7 separate regions of the Mus musculus genome follow, and regions 1, 2, 3, 4, 5 and 7 are each linked to region 6. Evidence: chromatin contacts called from public HiCAR-type, HiChIP or PLAC-seq and promoter capture Hi-C data. All regions are on one chromosome and are shown on one strand. The core of a region is the stretch at or near the end of the contact, and the rest is flanking DNA. Distances in the headings are between cores, read along the strand shown.

What was found. Promoter capture Hi-C pulls out the DNA fragments that hold promoters and counts their contacts. HiCAR-type assays count read pairs that join an accessible place to other places. HiChIP or PLAC-seq counts read pairs in DNA pulled down with a chosen protein or histone mark.
Region 1: a contact with region 6 is called in a promoter capture Hi-C map of embryonic stem cells, with 3 times the contacts expected there. The contact joins the promoter of Rab21 here to the promoter of Atxn7l3b in region 6. A contact is called at or near these places in 5 of 39 promoter capture datasets (the C10 cell line, embryonic stem cells, hippocampal neurons and 2 more), 7 of 115 datasets of contacts at active chromatin or transcription factors (astrocytes, craniofacial prominence, embryonic forebrain and 4 more) and 1 of 9 other capture datasets (adipose tissue).
Region 2: an H3K4me3 HiChIP or PLAC-seq map of embryonic forebrain shows a contact between it and region 6, with 14 times the contacts expected there. The contact joins the promoter of Tbc1d15 here to the promoter of Atxn7l3b in region 6. A contact is called at or near these places in 7 of 39 promoter capture datasets (the 3T3-L1 cell line, frontonasal cranial neural crest, hippocampal neurons and 3 more) and 4 of 115 datasets of contacts at active chromatin or transcription factors (astrocytes, embryonic forebrain, large pre-B cells and 1 more).
Region 3: a contact with region 6 is called in a promoter capture Hi-C map of hippocampal neurons, with 5 times the contacts expected there. The contact joins the promoter of Tmem19 here to the promoter of Atxn7l3b in region 6. A contact is called at or near these places in 2 of 39 promoter capture datasets (hippocampal neurons and liver) and 2 of 115 datasets of contacts at active chromatin or transcription factors (astrocytes and stem cell-derived neural progenitor cells).
Region 4: a promoter capture Hi-C map of hippocampal neurons shows a contact between it and region 6, with 5 times the contacts expected there. The contact joins the promoter of Zfc3h1 here to the promoter of Atxn7l3b in region 6. A contact is called at or near these places in 2 of 39 promoter capture datasets (hippocampal neurons and liver) and 3 of 115 datasets of contacts at active chromatin or transcription factors (astrocytes, cardiomyocytes and extraembryonic endoderm stem cells).
Region 5: a contact with region 6 is called in a HiCAR-type map of astrocytes, with 5 times the contacts expected there. The contact joins the promoter of Lgr5 here to the promoter of Atxn7l3b in region 6. A contact is called at or near these places in 2 of 39 promoter capture datasets (hippocampal neurons and liver) and 1 of 115 datasets of contacts at active chromatin or transcription factors (astrocytes).
Region 7: a contact with region 6 is called in a promoter capture Hi-C map of hippocampal neurons, with 12 times the contacts expected there. The contact joins the promoter of Tph2 here to the promoter of Atxn7l3b in region 6. A contact is called at or near these places in 3 of 39 promoter capture datasets (the C10 cell line, cranial neural crest and hippocampal neurons) and 4 of 115 datasets of contacts at active chromatin or transcription factors (astrocytes, embryonic forebrain, embryonic limb bud and 1 more).

The regions. Positions count from the first base shown.
Region 1 is chr10:115,313,101-115,317,406 of GRCm38.p6, reverse strand. Rab21 (RAB21, member RAS oncogene family) reads left to right here and starts at 1,816. Exons shown (of 7, transcript NM_024454.1): 1 at 1,816-2,213. The coding sequence starts at 2,061.
Region 2 is chr10:115,249,798-115,253,953 of GRCm38.p6, reverse strand. Tbc1d15 (TBC1 domain family, member 15) reads left to right here and starts at 2,461. Exons shown (of 17, transcript NM_025706.3): 1 at 2,461-2,572. The coding sequence starts at 2,543.
Region 3 is chr10:115,359,515-115,363,790 of GRCm38.p6, reverse strand. Tmem19 (transmembrane protein 19) reads left to right here and starts at 1,524. Exons shown (of 7, transcript NM_133683.4): 1 at 1,524-1,739; 2 at 1,832-1,982; 3 at 4,024-4,137. The coding sequence starts at 1,853.
Region 4 is chr10:115,383,307-115,387,143 of GRCm38.p6, reverse strand. Zfc3h1 (zinc finger, C3H1-type containing) reads right to left here and starts at 2,185. Exons shown (of 35, transcript NM_001033261.2): 1 at 1,337-2,185. The coding sequence starts at 1,946. It overlaps Thap2 (THAP domain containing, apoptosis associated protein 2), which reads left to right and starts at 2,709. Exons shown (of 3, transcript NM_025780.4): 1 at 2,709-2,939. The coding sequence starts at 2,869.
Region 5 is chr10:115,585,992-115,590,017 of GRCm38.p6, reverse strand. It overlaps Lgr5 (leucine rich repeat containing G protein coupled receptor 5), which reads left to right and starts at 2,238. Exons shown (of 18, transcript NM_010195.2): 1 at 2,238-2,736. The coding sequence starts at 2,525.
Region 6 is chr10:112,927,675-112,932,004 of GRCm38.p6, reverse strand. Atxn7l3b (ataxin 7-like 3B) reads left to right here and starts at 2,979. Exons shown (of 1, transcript NM_001033474.2): 1 at 2,979-4,330. The coding sequence starts at 3,283. The coding sequence ends at 3,576. It overlaps Gm22507 (a small nuclear RNA gene), which reads right to left and starts at 581; the gene lies at 421-581.
Region 7 is chr10:115,182,512-115,186,715 of GRCm38.p6, reverse strand. Tph2 (tryptophan hydroxylase 2) reads left to right here and starts at 1,694. Exons shown (of 11, transcript NM_173391.3): 1 at 1,694-1,931; 2 at 3,817-3,960. The coding sequence starts at 1,827.

The DNA.
Region 1 (4,306 bases), core at 567-3,066, 2.4 Mb before region 6:
TTTGACTTACATTCTCACATCACTGTTCATCATTGAAGGAAGTCAGGACAGGAACTTAAACAGGGCAGGAACCTGGGGGCAGGAGCTGATGCAGAGACCATGGACAGGTGCTGCTTACTTGCTCGCTCCCCATGGCTTGCTCAGCCTGCTTTCTTATAGAACCCAGGACCACCAGCCCAGGGATGGCCCCACCCACAATGGGCTGGGCCCACCCCCTTGACCACTAATTGAGAAGATGCCTTACAGCCGGATCTTATGGTGGCATTTTCTCATTTGAGGTTCGTTCCCTCCTTTCAGATAACTCTAGTTTGTATGTCAAATTGATGTAAGACTACGCAGCATAAGGAGTAGATAATATAATCTCATTTATAAAAATAATTGACAAGATAATCTTATAAATGATTGATTCTAGAGAGACATACGTAATTTTAGCCTTGTCCAATTTTCTAATTATAATTTTGTAAAAGGACCCGATAACATTCTGTACCAGGTTAAAGACTGTTTTTGAATTGATACCTTGCAAGTTACATCACAAATTCTTTTCCTATTTGCATTATTATTGTAAATATTATCATTATTATTATTACTGAAATGGTGTCTTGCTATGTAGCTCCAATTAGCTTAGAGCTCACAATTCAAAAGAGGCTGGCCTTGAACTTAAAGGTAATGTCTCTGATTTCTTGTCTGACTTCTTGTCACACGTCAATGTCGGATGCTCCTTTCTACTTCACGGCTCTCCTTTTTGCCGAAGATACTCCTAACAAAAGGCAGCTTTCTCCAGGAAGCTCTTCTAGGACGCTAACTCAGCTAGCTTCCCATGTATCTTTGTAAAACATTCTGAATTGCTTCTCCTTAAAAAGCATGCAGTGTGTAAATTGCGCATGCGTTGTTTCCTTGGTTAAAAATGTAAGCTCTCTGAGGACAGAGACATTGTATCTAATGCGACACAGAGAATGGCAAGCATTGGCTACATTCACGCCCTCGTTGAATGAACGAATGAGCTGCCTTTAAGTTGAAGTGTAAAATTAGTCTGATGAGATGAAAGTTTATTTTAAGTGACACCAAACTACAAAATTTCAGAAATACCAGGTTGCTTTCTTGGAAAGTGTATTTCATGAAATAAAATGGAAACACAGGAAGAAAAAATAAGCAATCGTCCAATAAACCAGACCCATCAAAGTGGACTCAGCATAGACAGAAATCCTGGGGAACCAGGAGTGATGACTGATGATGGGACCGCATTTATTCTTAGCCTGGGCTTTTAGGGCTGGAAACGGAGAGAAGTTAAGTCTTCTGCAATCCTTGCTCTTAAACCTACAACCGAATCGGAATTCCACCGAGTGTGGCAAGCAGCGATAAAGAAGGCGCACCATTGTTAGGAAATATCTCGGTGAGGAAGTGAGTAAGAGGGATGGAAGGATGTGGGAAGGTCTGGGTGGTCAGGGAAGCCTTTCCGGTTTAAGCTGAGACCTGGACGATGACTCGAGGACCTGGCCGTGTGGACGAACTGTAAAGTTCATGAGCCCGGATTTGTGCGCCCAGAGAAAGAGACTCAAGGGCACCTTGGCCGGACTTTGCGTGTGATGACCCCTGGTGTGATGGCTATCCGCTTTGGGACCATTCCTCGGGCCGGGCGATCATGTCCTGTATTCTATTCCATCAGAGTGGGGTCAGATCGCAAAGATCAGCTCCTTCCCACCGCAGGATTCCCGGGATGCTGAGCCGGTTCGTGCGGACGCGGAAACAGGCCCAGGCTCGCCCGCCGCCGACTCCGCCCACCGCGGTCACGTGACGAGGGGTGTGACGTAGGAGGAAGGAGACGCCATTAGAGGGAGGAGAGGCAGCTCTCCCCTAGCCTCGGGTCCCTGACGTGGTGGCCGGGGCCCTTCATTCTGGGACTTTCTCTCGGCCCTCGCAGGCCTCGCCCGCGGAAGGACGCGGCGAGCACCGGGCTCGGCGGGGCGTGAAAGAGCCGGGCCCGGGAGGAGCGGGCGCCCCGGCGGCGGCGGTGCGGGGTTCGGCGCGGCGCTGGGCTCGGGCGGCGGGGTAGCGGCGGCGGGATGGCTGCGGCCGGCGGCGGGGCGGCGGCGGCGGCGGGCCGAGCCTACTCCTTCAAGGTGGTGCTGCTCGGGGAAGGCTGCGTGGGGAAGACGTCGCTGGTGCTGCGCTACTGCGAGAACAAGTTCAACGACAAGCACATCACCACCCTGCAGGTGCAGACCCCGGGGAGCCGGGCTGGGGACCCGCGCCCGCTCCTCTGCCTCTGGCCTGTCAAACCCCCTTCCCTGCCTTCCCATTGCCTTTTGCAATCGCTTTGGGGACCCGCGGGCCTCAGCACACGGTAGATGTCAAGACCCACAGTGGGGAGGGAGAGGACCCGGAAAAGTCCCCAGTTGCCGGTGGAGGCTGCGCAGGTCGGGGAGTCCCCCGGTCTGCGTGCTGGTTTTCCCCTCTGATGGGCTTCGGCTGGGGACACCAGGTGTTTTCACTCTGTGGTCTCCGAGACCATCAGCCCTTCTTCTTTCTTCGCCAAGTAGGAACTCGGATACGGATTAGAATTTGCGAACGAGGTGGTTTGTAACTTCCAGAGCGTACTGATGACTAAGTGTTTATGCAAGTTCCATTTTGTCCTGCTTTCAAAGTAAATGGAGTGGTAAAACACCCGTCGTTGGAGGGTTTTTTTGTTTTTGTTTTAAACGACTGTTTGCTGCTTGTCGGTTACCCCGTTTCTTTGCAGCCTTCTTGTGTCCGGACGTGTGGCTTCCTTATTCTTTGGGGTTTGATCTTATCCGCGTTGAAACATCGTGTTGCGTAGTGGCCAGCAATCGGTCTTCAAACTAAAAAAAAAAAATCTAGGCACTGCTGCTACACGTTTTCTTTACTGTCAGGCCATAAAACGCTGGCTTTCTTCTACAGTTCCATTGGAAGTGTGGAAGTGTTACAATGTAATTGAAAGTGAAACCAGGCCATTGAAGGATCTGCGATCTCCCTGGTCTCCTTAAAAAAAAAAATCAGTTTGCATGTGTTCGAAGGAATTTATCTATTAACATGTCTTGATCAGACTGTCCAGAGGCTAAAAAAGCTAGTGATCTTGAGTTTGGGCGTCTGGATCCATATCCTACCCCCATTTATTTCCATAGCCCCGTGATCTTAGGTAAATTGCTTAACCGTGCATCCCTGGGTTTCTACTGCTACTGTACTCATAATGATTATATCTAGTGCACAGAGTTGTCAAGGTAAATAAGGAAACGCACTTAGCACCTGAAGTGGGGGATAAACACTTATTACCCCTCAGACTTGACAATAGATCTTAATTAACACAGATGCTACTGGAATGCATAAGCTAATGAGTGTGACATTTGATGTCGGGTGCAATTATTTAACAACTGAGTGTAGAGTGTGCAAGGATGCTCCAGTTCTGATCCCGTCCCTATTTTTACACCTGTTTTCAATCCCTTATAAAGCCTAACACCGAAAGAAATGTCAGGTGATAATGCCCACATAAACAGTATGGCGGAGCCCGCGCTTGCTCAGGCCTGGCTAGATTTGAGTCGGTATGGTTCACCGCCTCTGGAGATTAATAAACAACCCATTTCACACTTCTCTTTGTTCTACACTGGAAGAGGAAAGAAAAAGGTCTTGCAGTTGAAAGCTTAACTGGAAAATTAATTTAGCTCTTCAGCCTAAAAATGGCACTGTGGAGTCCAGCGGTGGCGGCACCTGTCTGTCCTGAACCCCAGGACTCGGGAGGCAGAGCAAGCAGATCTCTTGAGTTGGAGGCCAACTTGATCTGCAGAATAAGTTCCAGACCAGCTAGTGCTACCCAGTGAGACCCTGTCTCAAAAGAACACACAAAACAATTGTGCTCACATTATATATTTTCTAAGACGCCTCAGTGCTAAAGGTGATGAATGATTTCCAGGTCTGTGGCAAGAAGCCGGTCTGACCCACACTGGGAAGGTGGGCTATGGTGGATCTCAGGACAGGTAACATCACAGCTGAGATTTTTATGTGACTCAGTGTAGACAGTGTAAGGATTCCATTACAGAAGCCAAGGTTTTAACTAACACAAGGAAACTGCACTGGGATTCCTTCCTTGGGGGGGGGGGGGTAGCAGTTCCCCACCTCGTTCTCACCCTCCCCCCCCAGAGAAGTTTGTATCATCTGTAAGCAGATGCTGCATCAGAGGTGGGAGAGAAAATCCTTCACAAACTACTTATCCTTTTAAAGTGCTTTGTGTTCCAAGCACTTTACCGTAGTTCTGTGTTTAAAGTATTCTTTAGAGTGCTTTGTTTTCAAGACACCT
Region 2 (4,156 bases), core at 1,212-3,711, 2.3 Mb before region 6:
GAGAATACATTGTTTAAGTAAAAGGTTACAACAGGCAGGAAGTATAAAGAAGCTAGGGCTTAGGAAAGAGACGTGGACTGGAGAGACACCTGGGAAGTATTTGGAAGTGATGATGTCAGATGCCGGGATAAGGTGCTACAGATGCTGGTGGGAAAGACAATCAAATGTAATGCCCAGAGTGGGCACTTAGGGGCACCTGAAGACCGGATTAAGAATGTCAAGTAGAAGATAAACTTGGGAGGCCACATTTTCAAGGAGATGTCTCCAACTGTCAAGCTGATTATTCACAGGAAACCACTATCAGATATTTAAGAAATAAGGTTCTTGTTTTGGTTGTTTTTTTGTTTTATTTCATTTGTTTGTTTGCCTTTTGTAGTTGTTTTTTAGACAGGGTTTCTCTGTGTAGCTCTGGCTGTCCTGGTAGAGCAGGCTGGCCTCAAAACTCACAGAGGCCTGCCTCTGCCTCCCCAAGTGCTGGTGAAAGATCCTGGCAGAATGTAAAAGGACACAGAAGCCCTGAAATTGGCAAGATAGACGTCAGTGTTAGCAGAACTAGCTTCACTGATTTAGAAAAATAGAGGTGCACAATGCTCTGGCCACTCCTTGAACCTGTGTGTCTGCCAATGTTCTGACCAGGTGTGTGCCCATTGCTGCACCTTCATTAGACTCTTTCCTTGTACCCTTCCATACCCATTTCTTGAGAATAGACATTGTTTAGATCTGGAAATCCCCTAATCTCCCCCTTCTCCTTCCCCCCCTGAGGGCCTATAAAAACTGGGAACTCTTTCCCCTCGAGGTCGACTCCTCTACCCCTGCGTGGGATATGAGTCGTCCCCAGAGCTCTGGCTTTCCCGAATAAAGCCTCATGTGGTTTGCAACAAGCTCGGTCTGTCGTGAGTTCTTGGGTGTCCGCTATTGTCCTGAGGCCTGAGCGAGGGGCTCCTCTCGGAGTCTTTCACTAGGATTAAAGGTATGGGCCACCATACCCAGCTAGGAAATAAGTTTTATTTTTAATTTTACAAAAATTAAAAAAGATGTCTTCAGGACTGTTAGCATGTTTGGCCCATGTTATATTATGTTAGATATTTAAGACATTAGTTCTTTAAAATTTACAAAAAGTTGTAGAGTAACTGCTATTACTTAGCATTATATTCTGACACTGCTAAGTTTTGACAATATAGTGAGGTTTCTCCTTTAACCACATTACTCCATCCTTCTGAGATAGCAGAAGAATCTAGTTTTGATTATTCAGACTCCGGTTACTACCCACAATCAGTTGGCTTGGGGAAGTCTGGTCTACTGATAAGCCCCTGTGCTCTCTCGCTGTCAACTCACTGCGCTCTTGCTTCCTTAATGGCTGGCAGATGCGTTGCTTTACCGAGCAGTGAGAACTTGGGCACTGGGATCTAGGGCTTGCTTGGAATCTCTGATATTTGGTGGTCAGAGTCCCTCCTGGGGCTAAGCATGCATTCTCCTGTAAGACTTAGGCACCTCCCTCCCCGATTAGATTCCTGATACTCACAGAACCTGCAGATCACGTTTTTCTGCTGTTACCTCAGGCAGCCTGAAAAGGCTCTAACTCAGCGGGCAGGCACGACTCTTGTGTGGGTGAAACGACACTTTTACAGGGGTCTCTTAAGGCTATAGGAAAATACAGATACTTTACGGTTCATAATAGCAGTAATGTTACAGTTATGAAGTAGTAACAAAAACAACTTTTTGGTTGGGGTGGGGTCCGCACCAAAACATGAGAAACTGTATTAAAGGGTCGCAGCATTAGGTAGGTGGAGAACTATTGCTAACTGCTCTAAGATGTCAATTTTATTGTGTACCGGAGCTAAGTCTCAGGGTGCTGCGCTGAGAAGGAATTAGATTTTGAACTTAATAGTTTACCGATCTGTTTCCAAACATGGGGGAGATCCGTATGGCCATACATGATCCTTTACATGCAGATGCTTGGGTGAATTTTAGGAATTGAAATCATAACCACTAAGCTGTGGAGGCACCCTGAACTCTGGAGCGATAAAGGGCCTTGTAGTAACTACAGTTCCTATAAAAATACCATGCTCAAGGTCATGCGTGAGTGACAGCAACAATACTCATGTTCAGAATCCTCTAATATCAAGGGGAAAAGTCTCTGCGTGTATTAGCTCCAGGGCTGATGTTCAAGGCGATTCCAATTTTACCGTGACTTATTTAAAGCAAGAAAGCTGTGGCATCGTGTTCTGGGTCTAAACAAGGTGCTCCTTCCATCACACCCAAGAGACTCGCCAGCCGTTCCCCAAGTTAAAAGTGCCACGCCCGAGCAAACTTCAAAAGCCGTAGACTTCTATTTAAAATGTGGGGGAAGCACGCGCACGCGCAGTACGGCACGACGGCTCCACCCTCTTAGCATCCTCACCACGCATGCGCCTAACTGCTGTTCCCGCTCCTCCCCGCCCCTTTCCCGCCCGGATGTTATTTTAGCCCGACCGGATGTTGTTGTGAGTCCGAGAGCCACGTGAGGTTGTGCTACGTCATCACCAGGCACGCGCGGGGGAACATGGCGGCGGCGGGTGTTGTGAGCGGGAAGGTGAGTAACGGCACCGGCTGGTGCGGGTGCTCCTGACCGGTGGCCTGCGGCTGGCGGGCGGGCGGGCGGCCGCCGAGGGGCAGGCGAGCCAGGTCGGCTTCAGAGGAGACCGGCGTGTGACAGCGAAGGGGCTCCGCGGGGTGCGAGCTGCCCCTCCGGGGTGCTGGCTGGGTGAGCGCGGGGTTAGACGGTTCCTGCTCCCAGGCGGTGCAGGCCTGGGCGTTTGTCCCCGGCTCTGCCCCGCAGCGCGGATCCTTTCGGGGACCCCTGAATCCGTTCCTTCCCCCTGTGACTCTGGTTCTTTACGTCTGCCCTTCCGACCGTAAAACCTTCTCTTGTAAAAAGCCTTTGGCCACCCTGGCTTGCTTGGCTCTCTGTCGTCTTTGGGGGAAGGCGTCGAGTCACCATGCAGAGGAGCTGACCAGGAGCTCTGCAACTCTGTCCTCAGAGCTTGGGGTCCTGTTCGAAAAATTACCCAGATGGTTAATGGTTGCGGGCGTTAGGTTGGGAACTGGCGATTGACACCGCGCTGGGCTCATCTAGAAAAGCCTTTATGAAAACGTTTGTTTCCTAGATGTCTTCGGGGGCGTTTCTGTGTGTGGGTGTCTGCCCTGCTGTTTTACAGGAGGCTCTGTCAGTGACACCCTCACAGTGGGCTAGGAACCACCATTAGGTACGGAGATTAGATTAGATTAGCAGTTTATATGCAGAGAGACAGCTTGTGCGAATATAGGGTTATCTGCTTCATGCGATGCACCTGACTGCGTTTCCCAGTGGCGAGTTATTTCGCAAACGTCAGTGACCGGCTGGTAATGACTCAGAGCACTAAGACCTGTTTACTTGTTGCAGATAGCTTCCGCTGTTCCTTCAGTTCCACGTAGTATGTTTCGCTGCTTTTCTCCTCGTTTTGAACTTGACAGCGTTTGTGCAGATTTAGATTGTGGAATAACAAATACCGGCCTTATCTTCGGTGCAGATCTGAATTGTGACCTTGGGAAATTGGATAATTGAGGCTTCTCTGTTCTTCGTCTTTATCTGCAGAACGGAAGGGATGCCGGGCATCCTGTATTGGAGTGCTTAGGGGTAGACGCAACAGAAGCGCTTATACGTTACGTAGTCTTGCTCTTTCGAAAAATTGGTTGGGCATCCTTTTAGGGTATACTTATATCCTTGCCCTTTTAAAATATTTTTGGTCTTTTTTATTTGAGATGAGTGCTAGTCATCTCTTGATTCATTACAAATTAGAAAGTTTATCTTGGTGTTTTGGGCTGGGCCAATCTGGTACTTTCCAAGATGAGATCTTCACAACTTAAACTACACTTCTCTTTTCCAGTTTGCATGGATTCTGAAAAGAACCCTCGATAAAGCAGTTCTGAGACCTAAGGGGCTGCCCACCTTCTACAGTCATTAGTACCGTTCACAGACTGACTGCCCAAGCTTAACTTGTCTTTTGTGACTTTGCTTCATCACCTTATTTGACTGAGGTGACTGTCACTAGGAGCTCTGCAGCTGTGTCCTCAGAGCTTGGGGTCCTGTTCGAAAAATTACCCAGATGGTTAATGGTTGCGGGCGTTAGGTTGGGAA
Region 3 (4,276 bases), core at 275-2,774, 2.4 Mb before region 6:
ATGTATAAAAGGTGAAATCAGTCCCAAGACTCGGATTATCTGAGAATAGGATGGTCTGCTGTATAAATGAATGGACAGGATACACACCCTTGAAATTGTAGAGGAATTTTAATCCAGCAAGATGGCTCCTCTAGCAAGGGATTACATCCAAAGACCTAGATCTTTATGATCTGGCTAGATCGCAGACAGGCCACATCCCTTTAACCCCTCTGCCTGGAACACGGATACAACCTGAGTACAGTCCTTTAAGGTCAAATTCGTTTTTAGAAGGAAGGAGCCAGGTGTGAAAGTGATGTCTAATTGAGGGCCAGACAAAGTAACAAAGATCGAAAGATTTGACAGAATGAGTCAGAGACAGAATGCATCTTACAAGGACAGCACAGGAAAGAGAAGCTATTTTAAGAGCCCCAGTGCAGGGAGAGACAGCTAGTCAGAGGTGGGAGGCAGTGCCAGGAGTGCGGTGCAGTTGCAGTTGAGTTCGGGTTGTGGTTTTTGTTTGTTTCAAGTCTATGAAGTTCATTGCAGGTGAGCAGAGTCAACTAAAGCCAGAGAACAAGAAGGAGCCAGGTGATTAGAACAAAATGCCAGAGTTGTTTGAGGCTAGGCAGAACAATTCAATGGGAACTTGAGAGAAGCCAGATTGAATCAGGCAGCTTGGTGAGGAGTTTGAGCCAGAACAGCTAGGTTGAACCAGACAGCCAGAGTTCTAGAAAGAACTATAAAGGGTGAGCTTATTCAACAGTGAGCCCTACAAGAGGACAATACATCAGACGAATAAGTTACTTTTACAGATAGAGTGGATGGGGACAGACACTTCCACAATGTGTGTTAGAACAGTAATTATACAAAAGCTCAACCGTGGGAACTATATTTATGTTTACATACCGCAGTACCAGTTGAGTCTGGCCCAGGTTAAGAGCCAAGCCATTGTTTTAAGCTACTTTCTAAGTAATTTCGCTTCTAACGATAAACTCCTACGTCGTCCACACCCTATCGCCTGGTATGAATGCTTCATAAGTTACAACCCATTACTGGCTCTAAATTCACTCGCAGTTCATTATTCCATCAATGGCAGGTTTTAGTGACCCACACCACCCTTACTGGTGACATTTTTTTTTTCAAGTCTAGGCTGTCCACAAATCCCAAGACCTAATTTGTCCTAACGTCTATTTTGGAGGTGCTTTAGAAACAGCACTCCGACCCGCAAAGAGACACTAAGCAAACTCAAGCCGGGTTTCCGCCTCGACGAGTCACGTGAGCGGAGCAGGGCTGCTGCGCATGCGTACACGGAGGGAGTCGCGGAGAGACCAGAGCGACTCCCGGGGCAGCGGGGTGGGGACGTAAAGGCGCTCGCCCGCGCTGTTCCCAGCCTTGGTTCGCTTGCCCGGGCAGCGTACGGCAGAGGTGGAGCTGGGGCAGACTTGGAGCAGGGGCCCAGGGGGCGGAGCGCGCCGTGCGGGGGCGGAGCTCGGGGGGGGGGTCCGAGGGCGGGGAGGGGCGGGGCTCCGCGGTGCTGGCCGCTCATTGGCCACCGGTCGTTTGTGCTCCTTCCGGGTCCCTCTAGGTGGGAGCTGCCGGCCTCCCTGCTGGCCTGGCGGGTCCTCTGTGCATCCTCCCTGCACCTTCTTTTTCCAAGGGCGGCGTTAACCTCCCCGGGTCGAGCCGGAGCGCTGCGCCTGCAGCAGTGACTAGACGTTTTGGATTTACGATTCTATTTTGTCGTTCGGTTGGTGGAAGATGTTGGTATTTCTCTATGCCTCTAAAGGAGTATTGTTGCAAGAAACTTGAATGACTTGGTTCATCTGAAATGCTATCTATTCCCCCCCCTCAGGTGCTCGTAGCTCTATTTTCCATGACAGATAGTGACGACACTACGTGCAAAAGGTATATAAAGATGATTACCAATATAGTAATACTGAGCCTGATCATTTGCATTTCCCTAGCGTTCTGGATTATGTCAATGACTGCTAGCACCTATTATGGTAAGTAAAAGTGTTTTAAGTTTTGCTAGAAGTTAATGGGTGGAATTTTAAACTACGACTTCAAAATCCAAAAAATATGTAAATGGTTAAGAACAGTTATGTTCACTGCCGAAACCTGAATCTGGTTTGCTACGGTGATAAGATAAACAATGTCTAGAGAACTTTACAGCCTTCCATGATGTTTCTTGTGCTGATATTTAATGATACCTATCACAAAACGCATGTCTCAAATAATTACTTCTGTTTACCTTAGTTGGGGGGGGGGGAGACATAAAAGGTAGTTTTGTGAAACAATTTGGGGGATGCTTATCTTTTTAAGATTTGCCATGGTGTAGCGGTTTCATAATCCCGTGAGAATAACAAAGGAGGTACAGTCTTTTCATTTGCAAGTTGAAGAATTTGTCACTTCACACAAATAGATAGGTCTCGTGCAGACACTGTCCTCTTGCTCGTCCGGTTTGATCATCACCGTACCCTGCAGCCACTTGGTCTTTCCATTGGCTTCTTGGTACATCTTTGCTCTCATGAAGCCAAATCTTGCTGTCTTAGCTCCTACTACTGCTCCTGCTACTGAATTCTTCCTGATCCCTGTCTCAGCCTCCAGAGTATTGGGATTACAACCTCCAACCATCGTATATGACTTTACAGGACACTTCAACATAAGACAAGACTTTACGGACTTTTCTCCCTTAGTATATATTAATTGTACAAGCTGATGGATTTCATTTTGGCATTAATATATTCGGATTATATACCTTGGTCCTGTGATGGTTCTAAAGGATTATTTTGGATTTGGCTCTTAGAGTGGGGGGGGGGGTTAAATCCAGGGTTTTGCATATACTGTGCACCCATGCATGTGTTCAGAGGCTGCTCCATATCCAACTCTTGTTTGTTGCCTGTTTGGGTTGTTTTGTTTTAAGACAAGGCCCCAGCTTGTAGCCCTGGGTGATCTCAAATTCAAATCCTCTGGTCTCAGGCTCCTATGTTCTGGAATTATGTGGGCCAACATTCCAGTGAGATCTGTAACATTTCAAAACGGGGACTTGAGGTAGTGACTCTGGGTTGGGTGTGCTTGCTGTGCAAGCTTGGGGACCTGAGTCTGAATCTCCTGAACCCACATGAGGCTGGGCCCAGTAGAACGCATTTATAATTCCAGTGCTCCTAGGCAGGAGGAGGCATAGGAGAACCCCCAGGAACTCTTGGGCCAACTCAAAGTTATTCTGACTTCTACATACATGTTATCTATACACACACACACACACAAATACATATACACTCGGGCACACACATCACACATAAACATGCACACACACTGGTTTTTTTGTTTTGTTTTTGTTTTTCTGAGACAGACTGTCACTACATAGACAAGGCTGGCCTAGAACTTAAAGAGATCTGCTGGGATTAAAGGGCGTGAATGCACCACAACACTTGACACACACACAGATTTTAAGTTTTGAAGTTGTCTTAGAAGTTGCCTATGCACACAAGAGCATTCTGATATAAGTAAGTGGAACAAACTAGGATTTCTAAGCTCATCTCTTCCACTAGGACCAGACACCCAATGTAAATGAGTGAGCTATAGCTTCACTTCCCCAAATAAGGCTTTTTTTTTTCCAATCTTCTGTGGCTCAGTTGGCCCTATTAGCTCTTCGTAGTGTATGAAAATAATTTTAAGAATATTTAATAAACCAAGTTGTGGTGGTGGCACACGCTTTTAACCCCAGCACTTGGAAGATAGAGGGGCAGGCAGATCTCTGAGTTCGAAGTCAGCCTGGTTTACAGAGCAAGTTCCAAGACAGCCAGGGCTACACAGAGAAACCCCGTCTCTCGATAGATAGATAGATATATAGATAGATAGATAGATAGATAGATAGATAGATAGATAGATACATACATACATACACACACATATATACTTACATACATATACATACATAGATCCAAAACCTTTTTAGATGACCAAGCCTTCACACTGTTCTCCATGTCTGTATCTCTCCAGTGGCCACTTACAGCCTGTTTCTCTATACTTATAACTTCCTAGGTAACTTTCGGCCTGTTTCTCCGTGGCGCTGGCTGTTCTCCGTCGTCGTTCCTGTTGTGATCGCCTGTAATGGCTTTAAAAAGAAAAGTCTAGATCACAGTGGGGCTTTAGGAGGTATGTTTTCATTTTGAGTGTTTAAAATAATTTAAAATTTTTTTATTTAATCTTATGTTTTATGAATTCTGAGTATAACTGAATTTGTTTATTTATTTAAAAAAAAAAAAAAAACTTTAAGACAGCATCTCGCTATATA
Region 4 (3,837 bases), core at 936-3,435, 2.5 Mb before region 6:
ACTTTACATGCTTATATGTATTTAAACATCCTTTGATTTTTAATTCAGAAAGCAAATCCATGAATGGCTCATGTTTGCATAGAATCATGGGTAAAGGTTTTCTAATCTTCATTAAGAACATTCATCATCTTTTAAAAGGTTACCTACCTGTGATTTTTCTCCAAAACGATCTTGAGATGCTTCTAAAACAATGACAGGTAATAAAAGTAAAAGCTTTTTCGGGACACAGGAACCAAAATCTGTTCTTTATGCATTCCTTGCTCAATATCACGCAGCTGGCAGAAGCACAGCTGGCCTAAAGTTCTCCATAAAAAGTATTTTGAGTATCTTCCAATCAAGTGTCAGACGTACATTTTATAGAAAATATATTAAACAGTCATCACATCATGGGAATTATAGCCAGTAATGAGAGTGCTTAGTAAATTATTTTAAAAAGTAGAAGTCAGGACATATAAACTCATAAAAACAGGAAAGCTTTTGACAATTTCTTAGCATAAATCCCGAGTAAACTTAGTAATGTTAAAGATAACTGAGAATAAGGTGAGAGGGTGCAGAAATTAGGACATTTCTTCTCCACTAGCCCATACCCTCCCTATCCATCTCTCCTTTTCTAACACACTAAGCTTAAAGTGCTGGGAAGTTTATCTTTCTCTGACCTACATGTCAGCAACACAAAAAGTTATAAAGCCAAAAAGCCAACATAGGAGAGTGAACTTAATGCATATAGCTTTCCAAACTACTTATGAATTTAAAAGAGCTGAATTGTAAAACTGGTAAAAATAAAGGATCTGCACACGCGCGTGCACACACACACACAAACACAGAAAACAAAGGGCAGCAACGGGGATGAATAACTACAAATTTAAGAAAAAAAAAATCACAAGAACAGTAAGAATTACAGAGGAAAACTTTACGAACTCTAAAGTCAGGACGTAATAAAAGTAACAGTATTCCTCCAGATGTTTGAGTACTTCTTTTCCTTAATAATCTAAGTCGATTTCCTGTTAAATACGAAATCCCAGGGCTTGCAAAAAAGAAACAAACAAACAAATAGACAAACAAAACTTGGGCTGTTGGTGTCCTGTTTAAAAACCCAGACTGTATTTCATTTCCCTAGCTGACCCGAATCCATGACACAGTCCTATCCAAAAGCAAAAGGCACCCATTCAGTCAAACAGCCTACGAAAATAGCGGTGGAGTGCGGCCCGTGACAACCGCCGACGAACGGGGGAGAGAAATGAGTGGTTCTGAAAAGTTAAAAAACTCCGGGACCTAGCCATGACGCCAAAGGGAGCTCCGGCGACACACCCAGGGCGGACCGCCACGTTAAGGATACAGCTCTTGCGGGGTGGAGAGGGTTCTCGCCAGCTCTGGCTGCTGCCGAATCCGGATCCCGCTCCTCCTGATCCTCCTCCTCCAGGAGGTCTGCACCCCGGCTTGCCTCCTCGCTCCCCCACTCCTCGCCCCCGACTCCAGCGACTCCCACCCCGGTAAGGCCTGCTGCCTCGAAAGCGGAAACGGTCCAGGGCGATGTGGCTCCGCTCCCAGAAGGACGGCCGGGGGCTGCTTTCCGACAGGGACCCCGACGGCATCCGCCCTGGGGGCGGGTGAGTCCGGAACGGTTCTTTGGGTCGGTAGCTGCTGGGTCCCCTGAGCTGGCCCCGCTCGGCCGGGTGCCGTGAGCGTGAGAAATTCCTCAGCTGCTGCTGGGAGGACGACGAGGAGGACGAGGAGCCGCCGCCGCCTCCCCCGGATCCACCGCCCCGGGCCGGGGGAGGAGGCCGCCGCCGCGGGTACGGTAACAGCCCGCCGCCGCTGCTGCTGCTGCTGCTGCTCCGGCTCCGGCTGTTGTCGTCGTCGCTGATCTCCCCGTCTTCGAGCTCCCCTTCTTCCTTCGGCGAGAGGCCGCTAGAGGCCGGGGTCGAAGGATCGGCGGCGGCCGCCATCCGGAGTGCAGCGCTGGCCACACGACCTGAAGCCCTCCGGCCGGGGACCGCCCGACCGCCGCCTGCCTTCCCCTTCCTCCTCCGCCCTCTGTCCTAACGGACCCGGCGGGCGCGGCCTTTCCCGTGCTCGGACGCCCGGCAGGTTCTGCTCCCCAACTTCCCCGCACCCCAGATCGCTCTCTCTCGCTCGTCGGACCGTCGCTCGCCAGTTCCCTCTCCTAGCGCCCCCTTGCTGCTCTTCCGCCTCGCGAGAAAGCCTCTGTAGAAGGAGGCCGGGTCCCGAGCGTCATTTCCTGCGGCACGCCGGAAGGCGACCCTCCGAGTCTTGCGAGACAGGAAGCGCCCACCCCCATGTCCGCCGCGGTGCTGGCTGGGATTTGTAGTCTCCTCTTGCTCCAGGCTTCGCCCTTGTGTCCCTGCAGTCTTAACTGTCCCCTAGCATCCCGTCCGAGGTGGCAGGCGGGGAAGGAAGGGGTTAGTGTCTGGGTTGCGGACATGCTCTTTCAGCCGCAGACCTGAGTTTCAGAGTCATTAGTCGGTGGGGAAGACATCTGCCATCTTCTCATTCATTGCTAGGGGGCCCCCGTCTGAGACGCTGGACCTAGTCTCTTTGGGACCCCGGGAGGTAGGGGAGGGCGGGGAGCGGGTGTGGCCGCCATGTTGGTGAAGGCGACTGTCTGCGCCCGGAGCTCCGGCACGTTGGCTCTGCAGGCCTAAGCCCGCCATATTAATAAAGAGACAGGAGAGTGGGCCCTCCCTCCCACCCCGGTACTGTGCACGCCCCTCTGCCCTCCCCGCGCTCTGCACCGAGCTGGCGGCGCGGGGTCGCCTGCCTCGTTTGTCTAGCGTTTGACAGAAGCTTGCTTAGCGGGCAGCGCCTCCGAAGTGGCGTAAGGTGGCGCCGAATGAGGGGCCCGGGGAAATGCCGACCAATTGCGCCGCGGCGGGCTGTGCTGCTACCTACAACAAGCACATTAACATCAGCTTCCACAGGTAAACCTGGGAGGGGAGCGGGGTGACGGAAACGGGAGCCTAGGCAGTCTTGAGTCTCGGTCGTGTCAGAAGAACAAGGTCCTCTGACTTTGGTCACTTGCCCAGCTGCGAAGAGCAAGGGGAGCCTCGCTCTTGTCCTTTGTGTGTGGGTCCGCACATCTGGAAACATTTGCTCCTTTTCCGAGGAAAGTTTACCAAATTTGAAAAAAAAAAAAGAAAGAAAGGAAGAAAAGAAAAAGAAACCCGAGTTACTATGCCTTGCATTAAAAAGTGATGAGTATACCTTTATTTTCTACTCTTTTATTTTTTATATCTTAGACCATGCCTTAAGAAGAATGACGCCATAAGGGTTCAAACCAACAAATCACTTTAGAAGCCTGCTGAGTTCGAGTTAAGATTAGGCAATTTTCACTACTGGAATTGACGTGGGAAACATTTCTAATAGTCACACATGGTAACTGAGTCAATCTAATTAAGCAATGTTTATCAAAGAGCAAATAGAAACTCTCTCTTGAACAGAATCACGCACTCACACACAGGTTGAACGTACAGTCATGTCTTTAATTCTGTTAAGTCAAACTCCAAAGCATGTGAACACCGACTTGAATATAATAGGCGGCACTCAGTAAATGGTCACCTTTCCTTCTAGAACTGCCAACTGCCTGAAGAAAAGAAATACTGAAAACTAAACTGAAAACAGTTCTGATTTTATATGCTGTACCATTATACCTTGTGATCTTAGAAATATCTTTGCTCTTTTTCCTACCTCACTGTTACTACGTGCATCCCCTAACTAAAAGCTGCCACTTTCAAAATCCCTCTGATGTTTGTTTTTAAAGTATTTCATGCAAATGTAGTGCTTTATTCGTTCTTACAGCTAATGTACACTGGGTCCCTA
Region 5 (4,026 bases), core at 989-3,488, 2.7 Mb before region 6:
TCTTTATTTGACATATCTGTCTTCCTGTTTTATCAAATCAGAAACTTTTCTGCCCCAACTTCGTGTGTTAACAAGCTTCAACACTGCCCCCCCCCCCAAAAAAAAAAAAGAAAGAAGAGGAAAATCACTGATGGCTTGTAAATTTGGCATGGGCCAAGTTCCAGACACTGTAACATCTAGAACAACCAAGATAAATAACACCTCCACCACTTTACCGGAATGGTTACTGAGACTTGGCTCATTTGGGGTCTGCGATCAAGCACCATGAAGCTGGAAGAATCTAGATTCACATGCAGTTCTACCCGACCCACTCCACGGCAACGCTATGCTCCTTTGGGTAACACTGACATCAAAGGGCGTTGTTTGGTGCTTTTAAACAGATTGTGGGCACAACCATTTCTGCATGCCTAGACCCTTCCCTCAAAGGGATCAAGCTAAAGTTGATTAAACACTTGAGATAAATGATCCTTGAGTAAAGAAAGGTAACTAAGGTCTAGGACACTGCAGACATCTCCGATTGTATCCCTACAGGTACCCATGCAATCCACAGAAAGAGTGAGAGTCTCCAGTTCCATTTTTTTAAATGGAAGGAAAATAGGTAATGAGTCAGCATTGTCTAAGTGTGGATGGAATGGCTGAAAAAGACAAAAACCAGTGAGAGTGGGCAGAGGACAGGCGCAGTGGGTGTATTGTGAATGAGAGAGGAGGTAAGGGAAAGAACACAGTGAGGGGAATGCATTGGCTTCCCAGAAACCAAGTCTAACTCATGGCATGGTTCTCCATGGAACTACTCTTCCCAGATCCTAGGCTGTGATTTCTTCCCTTAATAAATGAATAAGATGAGAAAGACCATGACTGCGCTCTGCAAGTGTGTGTGTGTGTGTGTGTGTGTGTGTGTGCATGTGTGTGTGTCCGTCCCCCAAACCTTATCAAGGAGAAACACAAACTTACTGAAAACAGGCCTCACCCAACAAAAATCCATACTCGGACTATAGGTTCAAATGAAATAATATAAGTTCATAAATATGCATGTATCCGTATATGGCTATATCAGGCAGGTGAAGAGGCAAGTTTAGGAACCACTCCTAGGACTAAAAGGTGATAAATATGTCACATAAAGGAAAGTCTTCCTGCTTTTAAAATTCAGTTTCTCAGATAAATTCCACTGGACAGACTAAGAATCAAATCTAGGTGGACTTGAATGCCAAAGGGCTACCGGACTTCCTGTGGTCCAGAGGGGAAAGTTGGCAAAGTAGGCTTGGCCTGAAATCCACAGCTGTTCGCTCAGGTGTGGTCGACTTTTACTTCACTGAGGTCTAGTTCCAAAAGGGGGGGAGGGAAAAAGGGAAGAGGAGGGAGGGAGGGTGGGAGGGAGGGAGAGTGAGAGGGAGGGAGAGAAGAATGGAGGGGGGGAGGGAGAACCAAATCTTCAGGTTCTTCTTTCTTCTCATCCTTTTTCCCAGCAGAATTCCCTGTTGGTGTGTAAGAACTTCCTTCTTTCATTAGTGTTCTTCCAAGGTGTCTGAAAGGAGGCCTAGGAGACTCACCTGAGTGGGGTGGCTCTTGGTTTTAAGATCCCTCCACAAGTGAACAGCGTGAGAATATCACCCCCACCCCGAGGCCGCTGCCTTTTTAAAGCCAGTTTGCTTCCCTGGTCCAGGGTGAATTGGGAGGACCCTGGAGTACCAGCTTACTAGTTTTATTTGTTTAGCGATTTCTTTGAGGCTTTGATAGTTGAGCAAGAGGGAGCCAGACAGCGCCCTGATGGAAGGATCAAAAAGGCCACCCATCTTCCCGGGGGACTCCTGCTCTCCTTCTGTGATGCCAATCTTTCGGATCAGATTTTGGTCCTTTTAACAAGCACTGCATGCATCCCCCTAGGTTATCTGACATGGACCAGAGAAAGCCTGTGTTATCTTTCAGTCCCTAAGTGTCCCCTTAGGTTGTTTTGAAGCAAGTCCCCTTTAGCTTTCACATCTCAGTCGCGGGTACCCAGGAACTGTAGAGGATGGGTGCAGGTGGGGGACCCCTGCCGGGCCCGGGACGCTGGGTGCAGGTACCCACCCATTGGAAGCGCCCAGCACTCCCCAAGACCTCAGGCTGCCAGCCGCCCGCGCAGCCGGGTCCAGGGATGGTGGGAGGGAGGAGGGAAAGCGAGGCCGGGCTCGGGGTGCCTGGAAAGCAGGGCTGCGCTGACGTCACTGGGCGCGCAATTTGGCTGGAGCGCTTTAAAAAAGGAGCGTGCGAGCGGAGATGCTGCTGCACACAGCTCAGACCGCCTGCAGCAGCAACAACGCTCACAGCCACTGCGGCGACTTCAGAGAGAGGGCTCCCGAGGCCGGTGGGACCACGATTCTCTGCGCGGTCCCCACGGGGCTACGACCCGGCAGACGCCCATTGGGGTTGCAGACGTCTGGTGAGCTGCAGAAGCCGGTGGAGAAGAGCCCGGAGCGCCTCGGTTCTGCATCAGCCCCGGCGCTGCCCTCTACAGGCTCCCTGCTCTCTGCTCCCAGTCTCGGGCACCATGGACACCTCCTGCGTCCACATGCTCCTGTCCTTGCTGGCGCTGCTGCAGTTGGTGGCCGCCGGCAGCTCACCGGGACCAGATGCGATACCGCGGGGCTGCCCATCACACTGTCACTGTGAGCTGGATGGCAGGATGCTGCTCAGGGTGGACTGCTCGGACCTGGGGCTCTCGGAGCTGCCCTCCAACCTCAGCGTCTTCACCTCCTACCTGTAAGTGACCCCCCCCCCCGCCTCGCTGCGGGCACCGAGCTCAAAAGGGATGGGGTATAGGTGGGAAACCTCGGCTGGGGCTCCCCACAGGCACACGCCTGCTCCGGAGGGGGCAGGCGAGTTTGCCAAGGGCATTCTGACCAGACCTGTTGTGCCTCCAGAGAAAGGCACGTGTCTCTCTCTCTGACAGAGCAGAGCCTAGCTTTCTGTACCCTGGGAGAAGGAGCTTAAAGCGCACTGGGGCAGAGAGCCGGTGCGCAGGCTGCTTTGCAGTGCCGCGCCTGGCAGGACGCAGGACCAGTCCCTCCGAATGTGCGCATTTGTGTGCTGAGTGGGGGTTTGTGCTCAGGGACCTGGGACCCAAGGGCAGGCTGTCCTATTGCTCACAGGCGCGACCTCTGCGTCTGGGCTGAAAAACTTTCCCTGCAAGAGAAACACAACTTCTTCAACCCCCCCCCCGGGGGGGTGCTGCTCTGCACACACCGCCCCCCCCACACACTGGAGTGTGGTGAAATCTCTTTTCTTTTTTTCTTCCTTTTTTTTTTTAAACAAAGTGATTAAAATGTGGCAACCACAAACCCCCGATTAGAGCTGCCAGAACGTTATCTTTACCTTTGGCTGGCCGAACCGCCCTTTGAAGTGCCGCCGGCCACATTGTAATCTTTAACCATCTCCTCCCCCGCCGCAGCTAAGGGAAGTGGGCTGAAGGCAGCCGGGCGGGTAAACAGGGGCGCCGCTGACATCCAAAGGGGGACCTGGAGCTTTCTATCGGCCCCTGGGAATTGTCCTAGCTTTTCTGCTCCTGCTATGGCGTCCAAATCCCCGACCGTGGAACCAAAGCTGCGGTTCCTTAATAATGTGGTCTCTGAGAAGCCCAGGCGGGAGGGTGACAGGTGGTGGGTTAGATGAGGTGACTCAGAAGCGACTCATCTCTGTGGGACCGAGATAAGTACTCCTCCCGACTCTCCTTCAAATCTGAAGCTCGGTTCCTTGGGGCCCAGAGACCAGGGTCAGGCCACCTTGAGGTAACCCGATCTCCTAACTATGAGGTGAAATAAATTTGTGGTCTTTATTTTTTTTAAAATCAAGACATTTCGCCGAGCCCATTCCAAACCCTGTGTTCCCAGTTTCGGCTTTCTCTGATGTTACCTTGGCAGGAGTTGACTGAAATGGTTGTGAGTTCGGTTTTCCCCCCCTCTGGTTAGGAGTTTTGCGGGAAGAAACACCAGGCTTACACAATGTTCCCCTGCTAGGCAGTGAGTGGTTGTTTTGTTTTGTTTTTCTTCTGGA
Region 6 (4,330 bases), core at 1,730-4,229:
TGGTCTCAGTAGAAGAGGTATGAGATGGGGGTACATGGGTGTGGGGGGAGGGGGTTGGTGGGGTGGGAGGGGAGTACACGCTCAGAGGCAAAGGGGACGGGGGACGGGGGTGAAGAACTCTTGGGGGGGGGCTGGGAAGGAGGGCAACAATTAGAGTGTAAATTAAACAATTAAAAATGTTTCAGTAGTTATTTGATTTTTAAGACTGACATGAAACCCTGAAGAAATGCACAATCTCATTACAAACAGTTTTAAAGCATAAACCTGCACATACAAACATGTTCTCTGACAAATAACTCTAGAACATGACTGGCAACTGGATGAGTTGACTTTGGGATGCATTCTGCTGCCTCATTTGTCTCTATTTTCTGTGCATACAAAAGTGACATACCCAAAATATATGTGTTTTCTTGTTTAATTTACAGAGCAGACCACAAGCACAGTTCCTACCACCACTAATTATGCTGTTGGTTTCTCCCATTTGGGGAAGCCAAAGGTACCAAAATATCCCAAGTACAGTGATGAGCTCCCACCCTGAAAACGTCTTCTCGATCATGCTATCTCCCCTGCCAAGTAAGTATCAAATATATGGCTATGTTTATAAATATGTTTATATAAGAATGCAAATGTTTTCCTCTTTAAAAGAGTGGCTTCTCCCATTGCACACATTGTTTAAGGGGGAGAAAAAAAAGTCAAAGATAGTTGAAAAATGATGGTATTCCTTTGGCGCACTACTTATTTTAATGCATATACTTTAAGGCCACTTATGATGAAGTACTCCATATTATCTGCATTGCACTTAGAAAATGAACTAAATATTAATAAATATAGTACATTCAACACTCCATTAAGATCACCAATAAATTTCTCATTTATTTTTTAGAAAAATAAATGAAATCTCCAGTATATTTCAATTCATATTAAGACAATTTAGTGATACAAATAGAAGACAAAATGGGAGTTAGACTACAGATTTTCAAAACAATACTGTTTAGTCAGAGTAAATAGAATTATCATTATTTGAATTTCTATGAACATAAAAGCACATATACTTTGAAATAATTTTTATTGAACTGTACTAAATGTATTAGATAAATACAAGACAGTTTCCAACTCCCACAGTATAAGATTAAGAAAAACAATCTCCTATTTGTTTTGTCAAATTAAGGGAACAAAGATTTTTCAATGACCTGGCATGAACAAATTATACATCGATAATGACAAAGGACAGTTGTCTGTTAATAAGAACTTTTGTTTGGCAATAAATGTGTTAGCACCAGCAAATGTCAAAGCATGCTAGACATGAAGCTAGACAGTCAGACCCAAACCAAGACCTGCAGAAAAAAGTCTAAACTTCACAAATGTCTCTGAATTTGTACTAGACCTGGAAAGTAGAGTTTTACACTTAGTTTGAAGAGGAAAGAGTTTAAAGCAAAGATGCTTGAAGTCCTAACTATATTTTCTTTATCTAACTAGGCAGTCTGTACCACTGTATACATCATGCAAGCACCATGTGAAAATTCTTATACGTATTGCTATGTGTCTCACTACAAAACTATGTGATGACACCTATTCCTGAAATGTCAAGAAAACAGATCCCAATACAAGATTCGCATAGGCATCTACTGTAGGAGGCAGTCTGATTCAGTAACATGTACTCTTAAACATTACATGGTTTATTGTATGTCCAGATCCCACAATGTGTCAATACGTTAATTTTTTGAATCTAGAACATCTAGATTATACAAAAGTCCAATTTTTTTAAAGTTCTGTCTTTTTTTAAATTAAAAAAAAAGAACTCTGGGCAGAAAAAAATTAAGTAGCATAAGCTAAATGATTTGTATCTGCCAATTTGTGAGATCTAAATTAATTAAATAGACAACTAGAAAATACAGTTGTTTACAAATAGTTTGCACTCTAAATCAATCAGTGTAAGGTAATTCTGTACTGAGGAAAATATGATCATCTTATGCTTTTCTCTAATCTGGAAATCTTGCATAAGAAAGCTATAAAGGAGGATTTGAGTTTTTCCTTAGCCACAGTTCTTTCTGATAAATTGCAAAAGTAGAGCAGTTGCAGAGGAGGATCAAATAATGAACAAGAAAGAAAAAAGTAAAGAAAGAATACAGTGATTTCCTTATGTTTGAATTCACAACTAATCTTTTTAGGAATAGCTAGCTAGCATCTTCTGATCCATTGTGGTTAGTAGTGTGTTTTATCAGTGACAGAATAAGGACTTGCTTGAGTCAAATGAGAAAAGTTGTTAGGAGCTGGCTGCAGAGGATTTGGTGGGACGGTTCCAGTTCTCACAGTGAAAGCAGTGTAACTTTAGGAAAGTCTTCCCCCTCCTCTTTGCCTCCCCCAAACTAAGCGCACATCATTTTTATCTTGTAGCACATTTGGAGACGTATATAATCATTTCTTTACAGTCACGCTGACTTAATGGTCTTATAAGTGAGATAAATGCCTTAGGTTTATTTGATCAATATATTTGAATTATGCCTTTAGTGTCAGGATTCTAGTTGTTTTCATTCAAAGAAAGCCTCAAAGATAAACTATAGGGCAATTTGTTTCCTTGCATCATCTAGTGGATTTAAATGACAACTGCGGCAGTACTGTAAATTACTGCAAGCCAATCCTGTACGTCAAATTTTCAGTCGTATGTGGATAAACATGCCTGAAATCATTATTCGATTGATTACACAACTGGACAAGTAATTATTATTCCTCCTTTTACGTAAGAAATCATTGAAACACAGGTGAACGCATTAGTGAACGTTTAAAGCCCTAAACAAAATACCATAGCATCGTCGATAACATTTTATGAACCGGGAGAGAGAAAAAGACACAGGCAGGAATGCCAGTTGTCGCCACTGGCTCGCACAGACCAACAGTGCTCCCAGGCCAGCGAACTGCGCCAGAGCCCGAGCCCAAGCCCAGCCTCCGCGCGGAGCCAGTGCGCAGGCGCAGCACCGGGCGGAAGTGGGGGGGCGGGCCCAGACTGTCAGCGAGAGGAAGAGGCCCGAACGGCTGGGTGAGGCGCCGAGACGGTTTTCGCGGCGAGCCGGGCTCGGGTGCAGCTCAGAATCCCGAACTTGGGTGATCGTCGCAGCCGAGCGAGCGTTGGGGCTCCGGAGCGGCGGTTGCTGTCGCCGCGGACGCCGCCGTCGTCGCCGTTGCCGTCCCGGAGGACGAGGCCCGGAGAGGCCTTGCAGGCCTAGCGGAGCCCGAGTGTGCCGTGAGTAAAGCCAGCGCCCTCCGCACGGTCGCTTGCCGGTTAAGATGGAGGAGATTTCGTTGGCCAACCTGGATACTAACAAGCTGGAGGCCATCGCCCAGGAGATCTATGTAGACCTGATAGAGGATTCCTGCCTGGGCTTCTGCTTTGAGGTGCACCGGGCGGTCAAGTGTGGCTACTTCTACCTGGAGTTTGCAGACACTGGGAGCGTGAAGGATTTCGGCATCCAGCCAGTGGAGGACAAAGGCGCGTGCCGCCTCCCGCTCTGCTCCCTTCCTGGGGATCCCGGGGACGGGCCCCAGACGGAGCTGCAGCGTTCACCTCCGGAATTCCAGTAGTCACCACCTGAGAGAGGGCGACACAGTGACCAGGACAATAATAGAGACTGGTCCCCGTGGCTTTGGAGGAATAAGCTAAGTTGGAGAGAAAAAAAATTAAATCAACAAATAAAGGAAAAGCAAACAAAAGTCCCATTTACCCCCCTTCAAGATCTTAGCATTAAAATACAAAAAAAAAAAAAACCGAGAAGGCGTAAAACGAACAAAACACCCAAAGAGGAGAATTTAGGAATCCCGGTCCATTTGAAAGGGTCTCCCATGCCAGCTCTGAAATCCTGGGCAGAAGAAGGTCCAGAGGCGTCGTGCTGTATTTTGAGCTGTATAAAATACATGTGGATGTGCAAGGACCCTGAACTGTCCTCGGTACACAGGTGAGCAGCTGTGTACCCAGCCTATACAATTCTATTTGTTTCTCAGATTCTGCATCTGCCTGATGTCATGGGCCTCCTTCGAAGTTTTAGATGGTGTTGATGGTCAGGCCCTGATCAGTCAGCTTCGGTGGACTGCTCCTCTGATTTCTAAGCCTCCAATTGGGCCTCTTTGATACAAATAGAAGTCAGGTATGTGACTTAAATACTAAAAATATTAATATTCCCGTTTGAATTCGATGGGAAGCCCTTGTGCCCTTGTCTTCAAGAAGTTCCAAATCACCTGTTTTCCAAAGGTCCAGCATTTTGTGGGGACAAGGCCTTGCCTTTGGCTCATCAGAAGACCTGTCTTTCCATCCTACTGAGTGGCAAAGGTTTGGCAAAGG
Region 7 (4,204 bases), core at 445-2,944, 2.3 Mb before region 6:
TCACTTTTAAAAAATTCAGTTCAAATAACTCCCTCAAGAGTCTTAGGACTCCATAGCATATGTAGTACTGACCACTCTGTGTCTTGTGCTTTTTGTGTCTTCTGCAGAGAGGTTGACACTCTTTGTTCTACTTGGTTATTGCACAGCTTGATTCTCTCAGATGGACTGTGATCTCTGTGGGTCAGTGCTGTGTTGGACACTTCTTTGCATCCTCAGGATTCAGTTCCCAATGCTTAATATAAACTCAGAGCTCAACAAAAAGTTTTTGAGTTATACATCTGTTCTTATGTATAGCTCTATAGTCTGTGATCCGTTGAGTCCACTTTTCTTCACACCCTTCTCCTTATTTGGAGTACTTGGGGAGATTGTACAGTGTAATGGTAGAGAAAGCCAAAATTGCCTGAATTAAAATCCTACTTTGAACATTCTTTATTTGTGTGAGCACGTGAACCTTTGTTAATTTACCTACAGCTTTTGTGCCTTAGTATACATACACACATATATACACACACATGCATACACACACACACACACACACACACACACACACACACACACACACACAATCAGTAACTCTTTGTGAGTGTTGTTATGATGACTGTTCTGACATACAAACATGCATAGAAAGTGTCCAGAATTAGCATTGTCAACCATCATTTTTCATAATTACTTCGGTTCATTTATTAACACTTGCTTTTCCTATTAGCTGCTCAGTGCTGGTTTTCAGAGGACAAGTAAGCTGGATGATTATTTCCAGAGTTGGATCAAACAAAAATCCTAAACCCTCAAGTCTCCAGAAACAATTAAAATCCAACCAATGTTAACATATACAGTCTTGCTTTGAAGAACCTTCATTCTGCTTTCTACATAATCAAACTGTATAGGTCCCAGATTTTGGTTAGTTCTTCAGTTAAACATGTGCTCTTGCTTAAGAATTTTCCATTCTTCAAAGGATTGTCAAGCTTTCCTGTGGCTTTCTAAAGTTGGAAAAGTACAAATATAATCTTGTCTATGCCTGTCAAATTGCTGGGTCTGATCAGGTCATAGATGGAGAGCAATAAAATTGTATCAGAAGAGTATCAAAGGAATGATGGGCCTATGGGCATTTCATTTCCATATATTTCTTACTTAATGAAGAACATTCTAGAAGGTTAGCATCTGAGCTAAGTTCAAGCCTCGAATTTCAAAAGCCTGAATATCCTTCTACATGGAAACACCATGGGTTTTGGAAGCAGACTTCTTATGAAAGCCGTCACACACACACACACACACACACACACACACACACACACACACACACAGGTAAAATTTGCATAATGTAACGTCATGCCAGCAGAAAAGCCTTTCTTAAGTTATTTTTTTACTTTTATAAAATACAAAGCACTTAAATTCATAGTTACTTAAAGACGGAGGGTAACCTTCCAATAGCAGACTTGAGATTCAAAATTAGACGACGGCTGTTTTGTTGCAAGAAAAAAAAATAATAACCCTGATGTATTGTTCCCCTCCATCTCTTCCCAAAGAGCTACTCGACCTACGAAACAAACAAATCTCATCAGGAGCACAGATAACCCCAAGCTTCAGACGTGTAATCTGACTGTGGCCATCAGCAACCAGAAATGAGTTTTTTCTAATCAGCTTTCCATCAGTCCTCAGTCACTCATATAAAGGAACACGGGGAGGGGAGGAAGCGCACTGCTCTTCAGCACCAGGGTTCTGGACAGCGCCCCGAGCAGGCAGCTGCCACTGCAGTTCCTCCTTCATCTCTGCCAAGGCCGCCCCTCTGGTCCCCCCTGCTGCTGAGAAAGAAAATTACATCGGGAGCCATGCAGCCCGCAATGATGATGTTTTCCAGTAAATACTGGGCCAGGAGAGGGTTGTCCTTGGATTCTGCTGTGCCAGAAGATCATCAGCTACTTGGCAGCTTAACAGTGAGTATCGAGTATCTGGCAGTCTCCGGTGTTCTCTAGGGCATCAATGGTCTTAACCTCACCATATGGACACCTGCTGTAGAGTAAGCATGAAGTTCAACTCCCTTTTCCTCAGTCGTCTTGTCTTACTGCCTCCTTTCTGTCTGCCTCAGCTCTCCACAAAGTACAAGCAGCTGGGCGAGTTGCTGGGAGATAAACTCTCCTCAAATAGAAAGTGAAGTTCCCTATCGTGAAGAATGAAAGATTATGTGAACCAATGTGCTAAATTCACTCCTCCTTCAAAGTATAGAACTTGAAAGGCTGATAAGGAAGATTTGGGAGAAAGAATTAAATACATCTCTCTGGTTTCTACAAGGCAATATTGTCTCCTATGCCCTACAGAGCTAATATGTGTATTCTTGAGATTAAGTGCAGGTTTTGGAATAAAAGAGGAACCAGGGCCCTTCAAAGGTTTCCCTGCATGCCACATTACTCTCCCTTTAAAGCTTAATTGATGGAAGAGTTAAGGAAGCATTCTGTTTGCTTCAATATTTACAAGATGTGTGTGTGTGTGTGTGTGTGTGTGTGTGTGTGTGTTTAAAATACTAACATTAAAGAATGGTATTTGAAGAGTTACAGTTCTTGCAAAGGTTTAGGTCTTAATTTGACCAACAGTTATGAGCTTTAATAAACACAGTGGTTTGATTTGCTAACATGCAATAAAATACACATCCAAGGTTCTGTCATTAAAATTTTAAGGGATGCTTCACCGTTGTCCTTCCTGTTTATCAACCAATTGCAAATTCAGCTCGTCAGAGAAAAATTGGGTTAATGCCATAGCTCCAAGTATGTCCATTCTATTTATTACCCACAAACGCTGAAAAACAGTCACAGCAACTTTCTTAGCACTATTTAAGTCGATTTGCGAAAATGAGGCCAAAATGTAAAATAGCTTTTCTAATACTCAAGTATCATGAATATTTGTATGAGGTGTTACATTGAGGAATTCCGAAGCTGTAATAAACGGCAAGAAGAAAACCACGAAGCCCTTCAGTTATGGTTAATGTATGACACTTTCCCATAAAAATGCACCTTAGACATATGAGACACAGGCATTACCTGGAGAGGGGGGAGCAGATGTTGGGAATAGGAAGACATTTGAGCTTCTAATGGCTAAATATACTGTCAAGTACCAGTGCCAGCATAAACTCCTTCTCTCCCTCAACTCATAAATAATAAAATATCTATTCCTATTATATATAAACTCGGTGAGGGAGGTTATCTTAATGCATGGAAATAAAGCCAGTAGTGAAATAGGAGGAAGACAATGGTAAATCACTTACCACTGGGTTCCATGTAAATGTGCAGGTCTTAGTTCCACGAGGATGTAGTAGACTGGTATGACTATGGTACCTCACCATTAGCCAGGAAGACAGATCTCTGTTTGCCCAACTCTGCACCATAATCTTACATTGTCTGTCAAATGGGACATTCCTAGGTTTGTTTTTTCAAGTTCTGCAGTGTGCTCTGATTTTTGCTAGACTCTGTTATTCCTATCCTTAGCTGGAAGAACTTAGTCATTACTCAGATTGTCGTGTGTGCCCCTAATGGTTAGCTAGCTGGTTTTCTTTCTCTCTCATGCCTTTCCAACTGCCTGTCCTATATGTGGCTGAAACGTAGTAGTCACTTTCCAGACTCAACTGTCCACGGAGGGATTCACTGGGCACGCTGCTCTGTCACTGACTGCCTCAGTGAGCAGGAAGATTCAGACTTGGGTCCAAAGGCAACTCCACTTTGAGTTGGTATGATGGGTGGGGCTTGCAGCTTTTAAGAGGAATCTCTGGATAAATTGAATCATTGAAACCTCTGGGGTAGAACTGACTCTTGTGCTTCTACTTTCTTGAAGCAAAATAAGGCTATCAAAAGCGAGGACAAGAAAAGCGGCAAAGAGCCCGGCAAAGGCGACACCACAGAGAGCAGCAAGACAGCGGTAGTGTTCTCCTTGAAGAATGAAGTTGGTGGGCTGGTGAAAGCACTTAGACTATTCCAGGTAAACACAGAGCACTCGTTCTTCTGTATCCTCAAGGTGGCTATGTGCCTGGTGATAGACTTGTTCCCTGTCATTAAGGCATTTCTGGGTAACATGGCAAAAGAGTCAAAGGAACCAAATGTCACAAAGCTTTAAAAAGGGAGTTTACTCTGCCCAACAGTGAAATAAGCAGGTTTATGTGAGCTGTGATTTATTAATTCAGACTCAGCCAATAGCAACTCTGTTACTTGTTGCCAGATGAAGT